Regions from separate parts of the Zea mays genome. Here region 1 is linked to region 2. A link is a contact called in public Hi-C data. All regions are on one chromosome and are shown on one strand. The core of a region is the stretch at or near the end of the contact, and the rest is flanking DNA. Distances in the headings are between cores, read along the strand shown.

What was found. A called contact is a pair of places that touch in the nucleus more often than the background predicts.
Region 1: a Hi-C map of tassel shows a contact between it and region 2, with 2.6 times the contacts expected there. The contact joins the promoter of LOC100284159 here to the promoter of LOC100273090 in region 2. A contact is called at or near these places in 3 of 25 Hi-C or Micro-C datasets (ear, leaf and tassel).

The regions. Positions count from the first base shown.
Region 1 is chr1:74,920,210-74,926,232 of Zm-B73-REFERENCE-NAM-5.0, reverse strand. It overlaps LOC100284159 (metallothionein-like protein 1), which reads left to right and starts at 3,682. Exons shown (of 2, transcript NM_001157056.2): 1 at 3,682-3,899; 2 at 4,015-4,494. The coding sequence starts at 3,847. The coding sequence ends at 4,201. TRNAK-CUU (transfer RNA lysine (anticodon CUU)) reads left to right here and starts at 2,824; the gene lies at 2,824-2,896. It overlaps LOC100286090, which reads left to right. Exons shown (of 10, transcript NM_001398270.1): 9 at 399-447; 10 at 917-1,176. The coding sequence ends at 1,111.
Region 2 is chr1:74,524,497-74,530,142 of Zm-B73-REFERENCE-NAM-5.0, reverse strand. It overlaps LOC100273090 (SPFH/Band 7/PHB domain-containing membrane-associated protein family), which reads left to right and starts at 1,369. Exons shown (of 9, transcript NM_001147539.1): 1 at 1,369-1,680; 2 at 5,008-5,110; 3 at 5,205-5,272; 4 at 5,563-5,622. The coding sequence starts at 1,507.

The sequences.
Region 1 (6,023 bases), core at 2,433-4,932, 390 kb before region 2:
TGCTCCCAAATGAAAATCATACTAAATAGGCTCTCGTTTTTGTGAGTATCAACAATGACAAAAAAAACTTTTTTATCTCAACAAGTTGGGCACATAAACTACCAACAAAAGGAAGTATAAAATGTAAAGGCATTAATACTGTAATAGTACAAGGGGATCTAAACCCTAGCTCCTTTGTTTGGAGTTTAATGTAGATTTTGATCTAATTTTCTGTTTGGATTGATTATCACTTTGTATTATCTAATTAATTTCCATATTCATCCATGTTAAGTACTCTAATTCACTGACTCTTGATTTCTTATCTTCTGAAACCTCGTTGGTTATCCTGCTCTTGCAATTTAAAATTTGCTACTGTCCTGTTACCCTGATTCTATTTTAAGCTAGGATGTGAATTACAGGTTAGGGATTGATGAGGAACTTGTGGAACTATTGGGGCATCATTCACCAGTGCGTACAGACTTCAAATTTGGACTTCCAGTTTTCTTTTCTGGATCTTCGTTTCATTCTTTATATATTTTTTCTCCTGTTTAGTGCATACTGTAGTCTTCTAATTTTACAGCTTACGCTATGCTGTCGACAAACTATACTAAAATAGGAAGCAAAACAGGGTATTCTTTGTTATAACAAATATTTGTGTTGGTGATTATTATTTCAAAAGCAATAAACTAACTTGACTGCGGTCATAATTTAAAATTCTCTTCAGTCTTTCTACAGGTCTTGGTCCAGTCAAATCAAAGACTAGTTGATTAGCCATCTTTCCATGCTTATTTCTATTGAGCTCATAACTATCATGTGCAATATATCTGTGTGCATATATCAACAAATGAAATTTTAATATATCTGTGTGCATATATCTTTATGTTTTAGTGTTTCTGTTCCTGTTTCTAAGCTCACCGCTGTTTCTTTGACTTTGTAGATCCCAGTAACTTATGCTGGGGGTGTGTCAACAATGGATGACCTAGAGAGGATAAAGAAGGCAGGCAAAAGTCGAGTAGATGTAACTGTTGGGAGTGCTCTAGATATATTTGGAGGAGATTTACCCTACAAAGATGTTGTCCTTTGGCACAAGAAGCAAAGTATGGTTGGCCAAGTGTCAAGGAACATGTGGTAGCGATCAGTATTGCCAGAATTTATTGTGTATCGCTCGCTAAAAGCATATTTATTTTCATTACAAAACTTCATTGTGCGTTTGAATTACTGAGCTTTCTTTTGCTTTTGCTTTTGGTTGTTTAGACAGTCTCCAGCAACGTTCCCTAACTTTAACCCTCTAAAGAAATATTCCTCATCCTTTATAACATTCTCTAAAAGATTTCATACTCTATATCTTTTTAACTCCAATAACTTCATCTAAATTTCTCTCTATATGTATAGTGCCACCGAATACATGCATATATATTGTTCGTTGTTGGAGAGCCTATACCTTTGGCGGATGAAGAGGTGTCTCTATTTACTGGACTTTTACCGTTCGTTGTTGGAGAGCCTAGAGAATGAATGAAACACTAAATTTACCGAACAGACGGTATTGCTGGATGCAGTTTTAGATTGACTGAGGGACCCTAGCTTAGGCTAACCTGACTTAAAATATATAACATCTCATGTTTGATTATCTTCATGTGTCTTAGCCTTGTCCATTGGAGATGTTGTTTGATTGTCTTCATGTGTCTTAGCCTCGTCCATTGAAGATGTTGTTTAGTTGCTTTTATAAATACTTGCTGCAAGAGTTTAAAAGCTATTAAAGTTTATTATAGTTTCATGTGGCCCGGCAATCCGCCAGTCTATAATTTACCATATCATGTCTCAAGCCTTAATACACTTTTAAATAAATTTAAATCATTTAATAGAAACTAATTACATGTTAATACATCACTATAAAAAAAATTAATGGTTGCACCGTAAAGCTTTAACTTGTGCATCTATACTCTAATAGTTTGTGGTCCAACGCCTCGGTCCGACATCTATAGAAGTCTTTTTTTCTTTATTATTTGGTTTCTTTGTGAGCTTCACGTTCAGTTTGGCCCTATTTGTACTCTTGCATATACTTATAGATATGTAACATGTTTTCTAACATCTTGCTTGAGATGTTATTCATTCGAAGCATCCCTTTGTCTAAGTCCACTTGTGCACCCTTTGAAAAAATGTTAGCATAAATGATTGTGTTAACCATCAAAACACCAAAACTTTATTTTAAACGGACCTAAGTCTATTTTACTTGCAATGAGCTAGCATGAGGAACATGGAGCAACATTAAACTCGAAACAGGAGGCAGTATCAAATACTCCCTCTGTTTCTTTTTATTAGTCGCTGGATAGTGAAATTTTGCACTATCCAGCGACTAATAAAAAGAAACGGAGGGAGTATGAGAGTCGATCTTAAGAACATGACGTATGATCCATACCCTCAAATCTGTTTGAGAAAAATCACTATCGAAGGAGGCTACTTGTTTTCTTCTTTGCGTAGAAGATAATACTCCTCCTGTCCTAAATTAATATTTGTTTAAACTTTTTACTAAATTCATGTAATAATTAATGTATGCGTTATATATATATGTCTAGGTTTATAATTATTCATATGAATATGAACATAAAAATCTAGGGCTAAAACGACTACTATTTTGAAAACGGAAGGAGTAGTAAGTTATTTAAGCGGAGGGGAACCATGATGGGCTAGTGATTTAATTTACATATATATATTGGTGTTCTGGGCTCTTACATGAGAAGATCTAGTTAACTGTTGTTACTGAACAGCGAAGACAAATATATAATTTAAGCTCCCCAACTGCTAGTGATTCTGTTAAGAGGTAATGTTTAAAGTAAATTTACAAGAGCCCGTCTAGCTCAGTCGGTAGAGCGCAAGGCTCTTAACCTTGTGGTCGTGGGTTCGAGCCCCACGGTGGGCGCACAATTTTTTGTTTTTTGACATTTTTTGTTTGCTTAGTTGCAGACGGTTTTTCCCCTGCTAGGAGATTTCCGAGAGAAAAAAAAGGCACTACAGGTTAACCAAAACCACCAACCTTTGGAGCGTCGAGGCGACGGGCATTTGCGTAGTTGAAGCTTACAAAGTTGCATATGAGATGAGTGCCGGACATGAAGCGGATAACGTTTTAAACTGGCAACAATATCTAGCTGTTTCAAATTCAGGCGTGGGAAGCTACGCCTACGCGCCCTGGACGGCGTGTAAAGAGCCAGCATCGGCATCATTGTCAAACGATCGACAAGGCCAAGAAATTCCAAATATATTATTAATAAAAAAGAAGGCACAAATTAGTTTGGTTTTTTAGTATGTGTGGCGGAGGAAATTTTGAGAACGAACGTATCAAAGAAGGCACAAGACGATATAGATTGACGCGGCTAGAAGTTGCAGCAAGACAGTGGGTACGGTCTTATATATCCTAATAAATAAAAAATAAAACTATAGTGTGTCAAATGTCAACAAGAGGAGGAGGCAGCCAAATTAGCAGAGGGAGACAAGTAGAGCACGCCTTATTAGCTTGCTTATTTATCGTGGTGGTGTACTTGTTAATTACTGGCACGCATTATCAACAACGCAGTTCTGGATGTGAATCTAGACAAACATTTGTCTAGGTTCCGCACGTATAGTTTTTTTTCTTTTTTTTTTGGGGGGGGGGTGGGGGGGGGGGGGGAACGGAAGCTGTAATAAACGGTACTAGGAACGAAAGCAACCGCCGCGCGCATGTTTTTGCAATAGATTACGGTGACCTTGATGCACCACCGCGTGCTATAAAAACCAGTGTCCCCGAGTCTACTCATCAACCAATCCATAACTCGAAACCTTTTCTTGTGCTCTGTTCTGTCTGTGTGTTTCCAAAGCAAACGAAAGAGGTCGAGGATGTCTTGCAGCTGCGGATCAAGCTGCAACTGCGGATCAAGCTGCAAGTGCGGGTAATGTAATTAAGGCTCTTATTTTCCTTTCTGTAACTGTGTGATCGTGTCCTTTTGTGAATTGTACGTGGTGTCTTTTTTTTTAATTTTTTTTTTTTTGCTTAATTCTGCGCAGCAAGATGTACCCTGACCTGGAGGAGAAGAGCGGCGGGGGCGCTCAGGCCAGCGCCGCCGCCGTCGTCCTCGGCGTTGCCCCTGAGACGAAGAAGGCGGCGCAGTTCGAGGCGGCGGGCGAGTCCGGCGAGGCCGCTCACGGCTGCAGCTGCGGTGACAGCTGCAAGTGCAGCCCCTGCAACTGCTGATCCTGCTGCGTTGTTTCGTTTGCGGCATGCATGGATGTCACCTTTTTTTTACTGTCTGCTTTGTGCTTGTGGCGTGTCAAGAATAAAGGATGGAGCCATCGTCTGGTCTGACTCTGGCTCTCCGCCATGCATGCTTGGTGTCGGTTCTGTTGTGCTTGTGTTGGTGCATGTAATCGTATGGCATCGTTACACACCATGCATCTCTGATCTCTTTGCGCCAGTGTGTGTGACTATGTCCCTGTAACGATTGGCTCAGTGATTGAATATATATACAATACTGTTTTACTAAGTAAGTATGATTACCTCTTATTTTAAATTTCTCTATGTAAATCATGTCTTCTACACAGTATGTTGTACGACCACTATCTGCTGAATGTATAGATGTCTAGAAAGCACGTGGCCCGTTAGCATGACACGAAGCACGGTTTTTTAGCACGACACAAATTAACATGGGCCCAGGCTCAGCCCGGCCCAGCGAGCGTGTCGGGCTCGACAGCCATCCCGACGCGTTGGGCTGGCCCGAGCACGGCCCGGTGGATGTTGGGCTTAGAAACCGGCCCGCTACATTTTAGCGCAGCCTAACCCACTGCCCACCAATACTCCGCAATTCCGCATAAATCCCCCAGTGCCCCATCCCCAGCCCATTGACCAGCGCGACAGCTAGGGCTGGAAAAAAAGCTCGAGGCTCGCGAGCCAGCTCGGGCTCGATCAGGCTCGGCTCGGCTCGGTGAGGCTCGCGAGCCTAAACGAGCCCGAGCCGAGCCTAATTCCGCAGCTCGCTACACTAACGAGCCGAGCCGGCTTGGTGAGGCTCGCGAGCGGGCTCAAGGCTTGGTCCAAACTACTACTTACTCGTATCTCCGTTCACCAGTGTGTAAGTGTGCTGTTTTGGTCACAACTCACAAGGAACTAGAGTGCAGGGACATAATTTTTTATTATATGGAACATATTGTGCTTCAAATTTGAGCTAATGACTATAATTATTGTTGTTGAGTACTTGAGTGTACAGGCTCGCGAGCCTATATCGAGCCGAGCCTCATTACCGAGCTCGCTAAGTGACCGAGCCGAGCCTGGCTCGGCTCGCTATTCCACCGAGCCTCGCCGAGCCGAGCCGAGCCTGGCTCGGCTCGGCTCGTTTCCAGCCCTAGCGACAGCACCTCGTCCTCCAGCCGCATAAACCCCCATTGCAGCCTTGCCCTCCTCGCTCCTCCCGTCCCCGTAACCCTAACGCGTTGAGCGCCCGCTGCTCTCCGCTCTCGGCCTCTCCATCCCCGCTCCGGCGCCCCCGTGGACCTGTCCTCCTCCCCCTATCAATCTCGATACACCACACGGTAACGTTGGATCTCGGTGCTCGTGCTCCGGCTCCTCCTGTCCTCCACTCCTCCCCTCTCTACCGTGAGTCCCTGACCTCAACGACACCGGGGCTCAAAGGCACCGGCGCCGGCGACTGTGAACTGGTGCTCCGGATCTGCTCCTAACTATGAGATGTGTGGATCTTGAGGAACCAGTGCGCGCCTGCTCCATCCATCTCCATGACGAGTCGGCAATGGAACCGGTGCTCCGGGTCTACTACTCACTGGTGCCATCTCCCTGTCCAGCACAGAGGTGACCAGATCTGCTCTGGATCTACTGCTCACTGGTGTTCATCTGCTCTCCTCTGTTAAGCTCCTGTTCTGGTCGCTGTGTGATGAATTGATGTTTCTTGGAATCCTAATCTGCTTGCTGTGCTCTGGATGTACTGGTAACGCCATCGACGAGCCGTGTTTGGCACAGAGCCACAGAGGTAACCTGATCTTGATCTGTTGTTCAGGTTTGGATCCTA
Region 2 (5,646 bases), core at 120-2,619:
TTAATTTTGAGGACTCAACATGGCAATCAGTATCTCCTGAAGTTAAATATTTTGTCAAAAGACTTCTTAAGAATGAATGTTGCACAATCACTCTATAAGTATGCTTATAGTCTCACCAACAATTCCTTTTTCGCCTGTAATGTTTTTATAGCAACTGTATTCAACACTTATTTTTGAAATTTTATTAGTGTTACAGTAATATTTTGCCACACGGATTTTGCATATTATAGTGATGTTTGTCGTTCCGTATCTATATTTCATACAAATTTTTTACTCCCGTGGCAACATCTAAGTAAAGTAGCAAATCAAATGAAAGCAGTGTCTTCTCTTTGAAAGATTTTTTTATACTTATTAGTGATGTCTTGGATATAACTTCAATGTATAACTATGTTTTTTTGTTAGCAGTGCCTGACAATTGCACAGAAATTACTTGATACAAGTGATGAAGTTATTTTAAATTCTTATGACACACACTGGTTATCTCTATATGAACTTTATTGTCATTTACTACAGGTTTTGTTGTCATTTACTTTCCCCCTTCTTTATCTTGATTATGAGTTTTGATATGCAGATCCTGGTTTCTACAGTGGATCCATCTGGAAGAATATCTCGTGAGTCATCCGCCCGACTTGCTTTGATGTTATCTCGTGAGACACAATATCTGGTTCTACGTACATGATACCTGGTGCTTGTGAGGCATGCAAAGTTATTTGGTACCTAGCTCGACAGATACATTCAATGCAAGAACAAAGTTCGAAGACAGATTCAAACTCTACCAATCCGATTAACCGCAAGATGGTTGAGATTATGGTCAATAAGGCTTCTACATGTGACTTGAAAGAACTTGTTTCAAAGTTCATTCCATAAACTTATCTAGAATATGTATAATTAGAAGGTTGCATAATACTGATTGGTTGTAATGTAGTGGTGAAACAGTTAGATTAAAAAAAATAAAATTTATGTATGCCTAGAACCATAAATGAATTATGAAATCTTTTTTCATAATAATATAACACACATCTGTACATAAGTTATTGTGGTATTATATGTTCCCGTTGCAACGCACGAGCACTCACCTAGTGTGTAATTAAATAGCTTACCTTGATAAAGAATCTCATATGGATCTTGACACACAATGTTATTTGACCCGTTTTGTAAGTGTTTCCTAGTTTCCTACAATCATCCTAACACAATTTCAACAAATTTTCTTATATTTTTATTTTTCTGCTTTACACATGTATTCATGTATTTTTACTATTCCTGTGTTCTTCCTAATCCAAAACCGTATTCCAAAAGAGGCCTACACTTTACTCGCTCGAACCAAAATTACCCAACACGGGCAACACTCCACGCCAGGAGTGGGCGAGTGGCACACCGCACACCAGCCTTCGTCTTCCTCGCGGTTTCGTCCACTCCCGTCGCCCGTTCCACCTGTGACCTGCCAAGGCACCAAGCCTGACCGACTTCGCTTACGGTTCCCGGTGACCCCCGCCCACCCTCCTCGCGATGTCTGACGTCACCTCCGACTCGGCGCAGAGACGCCGCTCGCCGCCGCCGCCGTCGCCGTCGCCGTCGATGCCGCGTTTCCAGCAGCAGCCGAGCGGGCGCCAGCCGCCCCCGCCCGGCGCCGACCCCTTCGCCTTCGGCATCGTGGCCTTCATCGGCATCTGCTTCGTCCTGGTGAGTCGTGACCTTTTGACCTCTCCTACCTCGCTAATATCACCGATTTCCATTTGCGATCATTTCCCCCGATCGCGAGTAGGTAGATGCTCAGTCGCGTGTGCGTGCCTCATTGGCAGATCCTGGGCTCGATTGGTGGGGAACTACTGGGTACTGTGACGTGGATTCGCGTTGGCTTGCTGTGGGGTCCCGGGTCCGGGGTTAATGCTAGGATGTTGCTTGTTTTGGAGTTTAGGTTTGGTTCATTGGGGATGCCAGTGCTGATCTGGTGAGTGCCTACATCTTGCATAAGTGATGTGCATGGTTGAATTGATTGGGGGCGTTGGGCTGGTGATATGAGCATATTATTTCAGTTATTCATTATATTTGCTGAAAATGAGTAGACATTTCTGCCTTTTGCCACATTTGTTAGGGGCACTGTGCCTTCTGATACTTGCTGCCCCTAATACCTAGGGAGTACATGTTGACCACCAACCAACACACTTTAGCTCCAAACACGACCTATTTGATCATGTTGGGGGAATTTTGTATAGTAGTTTGGAACTATTGATTGAATGGCCCAATTCATCATTTTCATCTTGTATTTCTACTCTCAAAGTCTTGTATTCTTGTTTTCTGTGTTCATCTTACTCCTCTGTGTGATGTTACTTGTACATTTTTATGTTCAATGACATCTGAAGTATCACCTTAGGAATAAAATGTCCCAAGCAAAGAAAAAAATATCTTGTACTACATGATGGTAGTTTGTTGCATTTTTCCTTGGGGCTGGAATTGTTGGTTCTGTCAGTGCCCTTCAATGATAATATTGTGTATGCTTGAATTGATTATATTGTTCAATCATTGAGCTGGTCTCAATAATGCATTACATTTGCCAATAATGAGTCAATTTATGTGCAATTAAATTTCCATATTTGTTTAGTGGGCTGTGTTTGTAGATATTGCTGGTTGCTTTCTATCCAAATAAAAAATGTCAGCAGGTATTTGTCTTGAGTTAATGCCAGCAATGTAATAACTTTTAAGTCTAAGTATGTCTCTATCACTCCTTTGAGGCCTTCCTTGTAAGTTTTATACAATGGTCGGAACTATTGACTGTGCTGGTCTTTATCAAGTTTTTGTTTCATGTCACTTTTTTCCCTTGTAAGTCTTCCTCTCTTTATTGCAACAACCTTTACTTTTCAATGTTATATGACAACTATACAGGAGGAAACATCTTTGTACTTTATAAATTAGAATGCTTCCTAGTTGGTCTGTATCCCCAGTTTTTACAAGTAACTAAGTAACAAAATTACCTTTTGAATCATCTTAATTTTTATTTTAAGTACTTCTCTGAATTACATATATACACCTACCTGTTTCCATCGCGAAATACTCCCTCCATCCCACAAAATAAGGCGTGCATGCTTCTTTTTTTCAAAAGCCAATGTTTAAAACTTTTGACTAATAATTCAGCCAAAAACACATATTTTTAGTGTATGCATGTTATATACTTAGATTTATATTAAAAGGTACTTTAATATGATGCTCATTTTGTATTTATTGGTGGCATATTTTTTTTAATAAATGGTCAAAGTTTTGCTTTAATGACTGTGCTAAAAAGTTGCACGCCTTATTTTATGGGACGGAGGGAGTATATTTTAGTGTCACTAGGTGATAGCTTATGCAAAATTCTCTTCTGAGGCTGTGTGGTAAACTTGGCAAGGAACATTTAAATAATACTGTTGCAAATTCACGTTTAGTTTATCAAAGATGTAGACATGCTTTGAATTTGATGCGTCGACTTGGTTAAACAACAGTCTACTGAATTTTGACTCGTAGAATGCAAAAGGTCAACATACATCATTTTGCCATCTAGTTAAATACTGTTGGCCAAACTTCATAGTAAAATAGTAGGAATTTTGCAAGAATAAGTTACACTATCCTGGTAGTCTGGACAAAGAATACGTCATATACTCTGCAAGGTCCTTCATATCTTTTAAGATTTATTATACAAGATGGCTGCATGTACTTGTATGCAGGATCACACTACTTAAAAATTGCTAAAAGCAAGGTAGTTTCTGCCAAGTAAGAAAAATCATCAGATTAAAAAAAACGGTTCGACAATGTACACAATGAAGCATGGCCTAGTTATCAGCTTCGTTTATTTTTCTTTTTGAACAGAGGCATGTGAAGTTAGTGAAGTAACAAAGTTGGGATTGTGTACCAATGTTGCAGAGGATTCTAGTATTTTTTAGGACAATTCTTCATATCAATCTGAAACAGTGTTGCTCAAGACCACTATCCTGCCAAGGCACTAGGCACTGAAGGGGAAAAGATAGTTCCAATTGGCACTCCCTTTTCATAGGCTATGCTGTAGTTTGTAAACAGTCATCACACCCGCTAACACTTGCAAGGTCTGTAATCAAGCTCCTGAGACTCTAGTTCACCTCATCTTCCATTGTGATATCACACACAATTTTGGGGGTTCCCATTGGCATGGACAGCATGCACTGCCAACGAGCGAGCTATGGAAATTGTCAAGACCACTGCAAGTCCCCGAGTCCACTTCAACAAGTTCTTGTTTTCTACTGGAAACGCAGACAGACACTCGTCTTTGAGGAAGAAGCAACTGTTGCTGGCAGGAGTCAAGTCAGCATGAAAGGAGGATGCTTAGCTCTGGAAACACTGCTGCCGGCCTGCCGCACAAAAGAGATGTATTTCTTTGATGTTTGGTGCAACACATTGGGCTTGTTTGTTTACCCCTCAGCTTATATGATCCGGCTTATATAAGCTCAAGTGGTGACCAAACACCCCAGCTTATATAATCCATGTCCCCCCTATTTATATAATCTTATAAGCTGCCTTAGACCAGTTTATTTAGCCCTTTTTCTTCTGCACCTATAAGGTAGGGGATAAACAAACTGGACCATTGTCTTCCATGTAATACTCTAACCTAAACACAGGCATAGTCTACTACTGTTTCGAATCTTTTTTTGTCTATGCTATTTTTTGTGTTTTTCTGGGTGGTTGTTTTAATCCAGTGACTGGCATAATTAGGATAACATCCGCTTCTGCGTTAGTAACTTAGTATGGATCAGTTGGAGTAGCAATCTGAATTAAAAACAGAAGTGTTACAGTCGATATGTTTTCCTCCCTTTTCTCTGAATTTTTTTTAAAAAAACAGAAATGTCCAATCGATAAGCCCTCCCCCCCCCCCCCCCACCCACACACACACGCACACGCACACACACACGCACACACATTTTTCTGTAATTGAGGCAAATCAGTACGACTGTACAAGCATACTGTTGACCTCTTTGGTATTGAATACCTTGTGCTGGTAATATGTAGGTTTCACTCTCAGTCCCATCAAGTGTTCTACATCAAGTTCCTGAAGGACATGTTGGGGTGTACTGGAGAGGAGGTGCTCTTCTGAAGACAATCACTCCTCCAGGTACTCTTCTTTTTCTTTCTTTTTTGGTAATGCCCTTCTCTCCTTTTTTTAATTTTAGTGCATCTTAATTAACCTTTTTTTCATCTGCTTCTAGGGTTTCATCTGAAGCTCCCTTTGATCACCCAGTACGAGCCAATACAGGTTACACTTCAAACAGACCAGGCGAGTGAGACTGAATAACACTCTTTTCCCTTTGGCTTCTGATCCTATGTTTCCACTGAAACCATAGTTTAGTTCACCTGCAAACGGTGGCTGTTTTTTCTCTCATGGCCATACCAAAAACTGCATCTTCTAGTTCTCATCACACCTTATTTGATTTTCGTAGCTGCAAACTGAAAGGTTACTGTATTTCTATTTAAGATGAGTTTATGATAGATATTAGATTAGTCCACTCGGCATGTTAAACATGAGTTTTATGGTGGACATTTATGCTGTTCATTATGTTCAACCAGGTCAGAGATATTCCTTGTGGAACAAAAGGTGGTGTTATGATCAGCTTTGACAAGATAGAGGTATAGTGCTACTCTTCTTTTTAT